Regions from separate parts of the Sus scrofa genome. Here all the other regions are linked to region 3. A link is a contact called in public Hi-C data. All regions are on one chromosome and are shown on one strand. The core of a region is the stretch at or near the end of the contact, and the rest is flanking DNA. Distances in the headings are between cores, read along the strand shown. Region 1 holds the start of MLLT3 (protein AF-9). Region 2 has its middle 82 kb from the start of TRNAD-GUC. Region 3 overlaps MLLT3 (protein AF-9).

What was found. Hi-C and Micro-C count contacts between places; a contact is called where the count stands out from the background.
Region 1: a Hi-C map of skeletal muscle shows a contact between it and region 3, with 3 times the contacts expected there. The contact joins the promoter of MLLT3 here to the enhancer-like site in region 3. A contact is called at or near these places in 2 of 5 promoter capture datasets (fetal liver and liver) and 11 of 47 Hi-C or Micro-C datasets (alveolar macrophages, brain, embryonic fibroblasts and 6 more).
Region 2: a contact with region 3 is called in a Hi-C map of skeletal muscle, with 4 times the contacts expected there. The contact joins two enhancer-like sites. A contact is called at or near these places in 4 of 47 Hi-C or Micro-C datasets (fetal heart ventricle and skeletal muscle).

Annotation. Positions count from the first base shown.
Region 1 is chr1:202,316,033-202,318,732 of Sscrofa11.1, forward strand. MLLT3 (protein AF-9) reads left to right here and starts at 1,426. Exons shown (of 11, transcript XM_013993522.2): 1 at 1,426-2,103. The coding sequence starts at 1,921.
Region 2 is chr1:202,950,664-202,953,363 of Sscrofa11.1, forward strand. No RefSeq gene overlaps it. Among named protein-coding and RNA genes, the nearest start is that of TRNAD-GUC, 82 kb to the right of the region's middle. Within about 2 kb of position 1,333, at least 24 of the 83 cell types and tissues checked have an H3K27ac peak or open chromatin away from gene starts, as enhancers often do. A contact at or near this core is called in skeletal muscle, where this site is marked.
Region 3 is chr1:202,589,277-202,591,976 of Sscrofa11.1, forward strand. The region is part of intron 8 of MLLT3 (protein AF-9); the gene reads left to right. Among named protein-coding and RNA genes, the nearest start is that of MLLT3, 270 kb to the left of the region's middle. Within about 2 kb of position 1,370, at least 26 of the 83 cell types and tissues checked have an H3K27ac peak or open chromatin away from gene starts, as enhancers often do. A contact at or near this core is called in fetal liver and skeletal muscle, where this site is marked.

The DNA of each region.
Region 1 (2,700 bases), core at 176-2,675, 270 kb before region 3:
CAAAAACTAACCCTATGGTGCCTCACAATATGCTAAGTACTACAGTATGAATTTTGGTAAGATAATTGCTTTTTGAAGAAATAAATGGTTTTTATCTCTCATCACTTCCATTTAATTTTTTTTTTTTGGAAAAAGTTTGTCTCAAAATTTATTTGCAAAATATTTTCTGTAATTAAATCGTCAAGAACCCAAAGGGTTGTTTCATGCTTGTTGTACTTCACCTAAAGTGCAAAGATCTTCAGGTATGATGGATAGAAAATTAATCTGCTGTTTTTTCTGTTTTGATTGCTTTTAATTAATAGTTTATTAGATTATGTTATAAATAATATATTGAAAGATTGACATAAATTCTTTTGCCCAAAAGTTGAATCTCAGTATTCAGGATTGCCTTTTCTTTTCCCTCCGGTCTTGGTCTTTTTTGTTTTAACGAGGTCACGTAAGGACGTCCGTGGAAGGGCTCCGTGCGCCATCTACTGACAGAATCTATTTTTCCAGGGTCTGGAGAAAGAATTACCCCTAAAGGTTTTTAAAAGCATTCTTTGAGAAAGGAGGAATAATGGGAAAAGAACCTTTCTTTGATCCCATGGTTTACTTGTGATTCCTGGAATAAATCTTATTCAGCAGACACATAATTCCGAAAGGAGACATTCTTCCCTCATTGCGAGTACAAGTTACAGAGAAAATTCCAAGACAGCCCGGTTGGTGTTGCTAGAAGTTAGCCAAGCCCTGAAGTCAACTCAAAGGAAGAATGGATTGTTGTTTTTTACCTGCGTGCTAAGCTAGACTCGTTGCCTCATGGTTGCCACCTTCCAGAAAGTGGCCTTATTAATGGCACATCCAGATAACAATCACTTTCCTATCTTACGACTCCAAAGGACTTCTAATTTGATTATTCTATCTAAAAATGCAATAATGCATAGCAAGTACGTCCACTCTTCACGTAGACCCTAACATACAGCTTGTCTATGTGTGTGTAAACTTAGTCCGTATACACACACAGACACACATACACCTAAAAAATATTATGCATATATGTACATGTGGGTCTAAGAAATCTAAGAGAAGTTTAAGCTTTTGGCCTTGGACTAAAATGTTTCTATCCTCAGCTGTTTTCTACATTACATGCTAAATCCAATAGAAGGGTGGGAGGAATTAGGGTCCTAAAGCAGAAGAGGTTTTCTTGGTTGTAACTGGGGGAGAGGAGAGCATCAGTTTTAGGGGTTCAACGCACTGAAGCCGGAGGCTTGGATTGTAAATTAAAATTGGTCCGAACCGGTCAGATCTGATTCCGATTAGCTCCCTGTGAGCAGCTGGGAGAACTGAAAAATTAACATTAAGGATCCCAGGTGCCCCGGCTAACCTCTTTCCCCCTATTGTGCTTGCTCCCTTTAATTCAATGGCCCATACAACTTGTTTTGGTGGTTTTAAGAAAAAGGAAAAGAAGAAAGCAAGAAAGTTGAGCCAAAAAATGCAAGACAGGGCAGATAAAGAAGGCAGGTAGAAGAGAATAAAGCCAAAGGAAAGACTGAGAAAGAAGGAGATGAGGGAAAAAGGGAAGAAAAGAAGAGCAAAAAAGGAATGTGGGCTATAGGAAGATGCAGGGATCTTTCTTTAACGAACCGAAGTTACAGCTATCTTTCACTTTCAAATCAATTGTCTAGATCTTATCCGTTTCCTTTGTAAAGGTTGTCTGCGCTGCTAAAGGAAGCTAGTTAGTACTCCTACTCCGCCCCACGCGTGGCTGCGCTGTTCTATCCCCCGCCACTGAGAGCAAGTTCAACCCAAGTGAGAAGCATCGCAGGAGCGCGACTTTGGGAACACTCCAGCGACTGGTTGTCACTCGGGAACCTAACAGGATTAATACCCGGAGATGGATTACGCTGTCTGTCACCAATTCGCCTAAAGATTATAATCCAATTTATGCCCATTACAGTCAGTATTAACTTTATCTGCTATTTTAAGACTCCCAGTTGTCCCTGGCGTTCTCAGAGGACAATCTTCCACGTTCTGATGCAACCCAGCAGGCTGTCAGGAGGGGCAACCTCCCCAAGAAAACAACTCCTAGCCTGGTCCCCGCGGGTCTGCACCCAGCAGCACTCCCAGGTATCTATCTCACCTTCACCTGGGCACTGCTTTGTTATGCCTTCCAGCCGGGGATTACCAACGCGGGAGGCGGTCCCTGGGAAGGAAATTGCCGTCTTGTTTCTCTGGCTTGTTCATTTTAAAATTGTCGATGGCGGTGCAGGAAGGGAGGGGGTGAGTGGATAGGGAAGGGGGCCAGGGAATTGTTGCCGGTTATAACTGTCTCAGCGATTGCTTTTAGACGCTTGTTTGCAGGATGGCATTTCTCTCGCTCTGTCTTTAAATAAGTTTGTTTGGGTGTAATTTCTTGCCGTTTCAGCACAAAACCATAAAAAGATGTGGTGGAAAGTAAAAGAAACCCCCTTCCCTTCCCCGAGCGTGCTAACTAACGCCAAAGACTTGATTTAACGCCCCTTCTCGGGAGGCTGGGGGCTCTAGGCAGTGGCTACATTCCAGCAGTTTTAATCCGTTTTTTATTGTAGGGCGAGAGGAGTTTACACAGGGGCTGGGATGGTTCCCCAGCTGGCTGCTCTCCCCACCCCAGCGTCCCCTCCCCGCCCTTCTCCCCACCCCCAGCAGGAACCTGTTACTTTAAGCGAGGCGTTCCAGTGTGGCGGT
Region 2 (2,700 bases), core at 83-2,582, 360 kb after region 3:
GATTCCTTTACTGAGCTCAACGCCACTGGGCTTTTCAGAAGATACTCTTGAGTTTCGTTCACACCCCATTGGATTTCACTTCAACCTGAAAACTCACAGGGAAGGTCAGCTGAAACAACTGAGTTTGGTCAGCTCTCCCCTCAGGACCATAAATCACACTGCTGCCACAGAGGAAAAGAAGAGGTAGGCTGAGAAACGTGGCCTATCTGATTGTGTGTGTGTGTGTCTGTCTGTCTGTCTGTCTGGGGGTGGATCTGGGGTTGTAGGGGAGCATGTTGGAAAGGACAGGAATTTTCATTTCACACCTGCTTGGGTTTTCATTTTGAAAAGTTTCCATCATGGCACTTAGGTATGTTTCCTCAAAAGTAAATTCTGCCTGATGTGAATAGGCTGCCGATACAGGTCCAAATGAATAACAATAATAACCACTAAGATACACTTTATATGGGCCAAATACTGCAAGGGGCCTCACGTGGTGGAGGGGCTGATAAAGGCTACCTGTTAAGGTCCTTTCTGACGTGATGCTCCCTGGCGCTCTGGCAGGTCCAACTGGAAGAGAGAACCCCGACCTTCTTCCACCAGCATGGAAGCACCCCACTAGGGAATCGTCCTGTAGTCTTCCCCACTCTTGTTCTTCATGAGCATAAATCCCTTTAACATTAATGGGAGTTGCCCCCCCCATTAAGGGGGACATTGACTTCTAACTTATGAAAAGAGGCCTGGAAGACCCCACCTCCGCTGCCACCCCCCTTCTAGGAATCCTCTCCCACTGCTCTCCACTGGGGTGGCAAAGGCCTGGCAGCTACTTGCCCCAGTTTTGGCAGGTCTGCAATTCAGCATTTGGTTTGGTTTTTCAGATATTAAGTCATTTATAAAATAAAACTCACATGTTCTTCAGAATGTTCTTTTTTAAAGAGCTATCACAGCAGCTTGCTTTCTCCAGCCCCTCTGAATTCCTTTCTGGGTCCCTTGGATGAAAGGCCAATTCCAGTATATTATGGAGATGTGGCAGGTCTGAGGTCTGTTTGGTCTGCAAACCTTCAACAGAATTTTCTTTTTTTTCCAATCCCTGTCACAGGCTTAGAATAGTCTGATCCACATGGTCTGAAGCTGCTTTTTTTTTTTTCCTTTTGGTAATACCTGAATAAACAGCACTACTCCCCACCACCCCTCACCCACAAGTTAGGCAGAGCAGAGCAGTAGACCCAATCTGAGATAGAGACACCTGGCCAGGTTTTGGGTGATAAATGAAAAGAACTGTACGAAGACTCTGGGAGCGAATGCCTACTTGGGCACGAGAGAGCATGGTTTATCCTAAGAGCCCTGTGGGCGCCTAGCCCACACGGCCACAAACAGGAAGCGGCCAGGCTGGCTGTCCTAGAACAGAGGTGCTGAAAAGCAAGCCACGACGTAACCACAGCGTTACAGTGGAGAGAAAGCTAGCCAGAAAATGGTGAAGTTAAACAAAGGGGCAGGAAGAAAAAGGAGAGAAACAAAAGTGTTCCTCCCGAAGCAGAGCGAAAGAAGCCGCCCCAACTCAGTCCCCTCTCGCCATCTAGTGGCCATGATGTGTGACTGCCGTGCTGGCTGCTGCGGGGTGATCGTGGTGCCGCCGGAGATGGCTATCTCCTGGACTCAAGAGAAGACAGGCTCAGCAACATAAAGGTTAACTTAAGCCAAAATCACGACCAGCAGAGCAGACTCTTCGTGGAAGAGCGTGTTTGTTTAGATTCGAAATGCTGTGCGGTTAAAGAACAGCTGTGCATCTTGCTCAATCTGCCGGTTAAGGAAGATTGGTATTGGAAATTCCCCAGCCCTGAGCAATTTCTTTAAAAGGATTCACATGTGTAGAGCACATTTAAATCTCCCTCAGGAAAAGCCAGTTTTCTATTAATAAAGGCTATTTGTTACTTCTGTTCTCCAACACTATCCAGAAGCCAAATATTCTTAAGTTTTGGAGAGGAAGGATGATGTTACATGGATTTGTTGGCCAGAATCCACTCCTTGGTTGGGGGGACCCCAGGTCTTACCCCCATCTAATGATTAACTTTCTTTTGAAAAATACATAATGTAGGATCTAGCAATCTTTTCCTGCAAGATTTTCCCCTTTCCCAAATACAAAATATTTGAGGTTTCCAATAATAAAGTCTTAATACTAGTGTTCACTGATGAAGTAATACTATGAAATGTAGAGCTTTTCTGCTGTGAGAACTAAGATATTAGGAGTTAAATACAAAGGTACATAGTTAAACTTTTATATGAATACCCATATGTAACTGAATGATTGTTTGCCACAGACTTTGATATCTGTCCATGACCCAAATTGTTACATGTTTTAGATTCTAGGGTATAACAAAAAATATATACAACCTCTCAAAATTCTGCTTCTGCGTGCCTATATATACACAGAATAAACAATCATTGATCTAAGCCGTCATCTGCTTTCTCTAGGCTTCTCTGCATTCTTTCCTGATCACTATAAATGTATACATTTTTGACACTGACAAGTAAAGGTGCAGTCTAAATCTGTCCATACAGAGAATGTCCAATGTTTGTTCCACAGAATATCCACACAAAGTCTGTGAGGTTACTGGTCATTCTCGGGGTGATAATGTATGATCCTTTGTGAGAGGCAAGCTATACTCCACTTTGGAGCTGAAAGTCTAAGGGTTCTACAGAAACTTCCAGTTAGATGTATGG
Region 3 (2,700 bases), core at 120-2,619:
TAGGGTAGGAGATACATATACTGCCAGGGCGCTTATCTCCCTGGGCCTATGCCTTTGATTGGAAATGTGTTTTTCAGTCTTACATGTCTGTGTGACTGTGATGATGATATGATGATGATGGTGATCTGAAAGCTCGTATAAAATAGACCAAAACAGGAGTTCCCGTTGTGGCTTAGTGGTTAATGAATCCGACTAGCATCCATGAGGACACGGGTTCAATCCCTGGCCTTGCTCAGTGGGTTAAGGATCCGGCATTGCTGTGAGCTGTGGTGAAAGGTCACAGACACGGCTTGGATCCCGTGTTGTTGTGGCTGTGGTATAGGCCAGCGGCTACAGCTCCAATTTGACCCCTAGCCTGGAAACCTCCATATGCTGTAGGTGCAGCCCTAAATAGACAAAAGACAAAAAAAAAAAAAAAAAAGACCAAAACATGCAGGGAAGGCCAGACTGTGAAATGGGAGTTTCCGTCTTCTGTATCCCTCGGCTATTCTCTGTCTGCAGGTTGACAGTGGTCTCTCAGGTTTCTGTAAATTGCCAAGCGAGGCTGTGTACCCCTTATCTTTTCTCAGTCTTCTAGGGATGAGGAAGAGGGGAAAATGCTAATTGAATCAAACATTTTCTAACTCTTGGAAAAAAGTGAACAGAGAGAGAGAGAAGGATCCACATGTCAACAAAGCAAGTAATTAACTGGAGTATTGTTAGGAGCCACTAGTGATCATTCACATGAAAGACCCATCAGTAGTGAATCCATCTGCAGACTAATTGAGTTGTCAGTCCTCACAAAGAAATACAGAAAAATAATAATCTTGAAAATTTGATTCTCAAGCCATATCCTCAGATTAAGGATAGAAGTGCACCTCATCATAGTTCTATTTTCAGAGACTACTGTACATAAATGGTACGTCTCAGCAGTCTGGGTGTCTGCTTCTCCCTGTCCAGCTTAACAGGGAGTAATAGTGCTGTATCATTTTAACCAAAGATTTTTCCCCCCCAAACCTCCCTTATGTGATATTCAAACAAAATCAAAATTCCAGCTCCTTTTTGGCTGAAAGTATTGAAGGGAGGGAGGAAAGAGGGGGCTTAAAGGAAGGAAGCTATCCATCGGACCTGAGTTAATATTCAGAATATCATAAATCACCTATCAGCCTGCCAGGCATGTTGAATGACATAAAAAGAGTCGATCCAGTTAAACTGGTTTGAAATCAGCTTGTGGAAGACACGGAGCCGTACTTTTCTATTCTGGAGCCATTTCCTTAAAGATAAGAAATGATCATAAATAAAACAATTGTCTTCAGCATGGCTCAGCTCTCAGAATGAGGTTTTGACAAAGCTGTTTATTTTGGAGCAGGGAGAGATCAAAGCAGGAAGATTAACTGAGCCCTCTCTGGGCAGCCACTCAGTAACTCCAGGCGGATCGCTGACACCCGGAGCTTTTGTTCCTGCCTCTGCCGCTTCAGAAGAAAGAAACTAGGATTTCAATGTAGTTTGGCCTTCTGTGCCGTCGCCCTTACAGAATGTGTAGGGTGGGACTTTGGGGCCCTGAATGTACTATTTTCTGCTTTGAAGGGAAGGTGGTAGAACTCTCTCGACCTAGTCAACAGCTGTGTATTGCAAAGAGAGGGTTTTCAGGGACTGTGACCCCCCAGAGTGCAGGGACTTGGGGTGGAGAGGGATGGGGGAGTACAGGGCGGGATATGATGGGAACAGAATTCAGTTTTCTAAGGCACAAGGCAAGCACACAGTTACTGGTATTCCCTTTTGCTTGAAATCGCAGCAGATCGGCGCTGCTTGGCCCAGCCCCGTGTCTGAGTTGGCGAGGAGTGCCATCTACTGACCTACTTACTGCTGTATGTGTGTGTGTCTCCGCGCCCAATGTTCCCCCAGGTCTCATTCCCAACAATAGAGAGAAGGAAATTCCCAGTGCAATGGAGTGTTTGGTTTCTCTTACAGTGAAGCATGTTGCAAACTATTGCTTTGCCTCTGCAATTAAGTAATTTCCGTCTATTGCCAAAAGCATTGTATTTCAAGTTAGCCTGGTCACCTCAGTCATCTAGTTATCTTAATGTTAAAAGTGAAAAAATAAAGGCGAGTCTCAGGCAAGACTCTGTTAGGAGCTCAGGTCTTACTTAGGCATTTTTCTAAATTCAAAGGGAAATATATCCTTTTAGAAGTATTGGGTCTTCTCTGGAATGTCATCCCAACAAGTGAAATGTTTTTAGTAGTAGAAATTTTTACAACTGACTGAATGGGAATTTGGACATTATTTGTTCATCTCTCTCATCTTGTCTCACTTTTTTTTTGAGGGCGAAAATGTTGAATGATAGGGTGGTACCTGAAACTAGGTTTTCTGAGCCAAATCAGTGCTCTTTCCACAAATTAAACTACAAAATGTGGACTCATTTTTAAAAATCTTCTTTGTGTTATGGGACATAGTAGACTTTTCTTTTTGGGGGGGGGGTGGTTTTGTTTTTGTTTTTGGTTTTTTTTTGGTTTTTAGGGCTGCATCTGTGGCATATAGAGGTTCCCAATCTGGGAGTCAATCACAGCGGCAGCTGCTGGCCTACACCGCAGCAACCCGGGATCCAAGATGTGTCTGCGACCTACACCACAGCTCACAGCTCACAGCAATGCTGGATCCTTAACCCACTGAGCGAGGCTGGGAATCAAACTTGCATCCTCATGGATACAAATTGGGTTTGT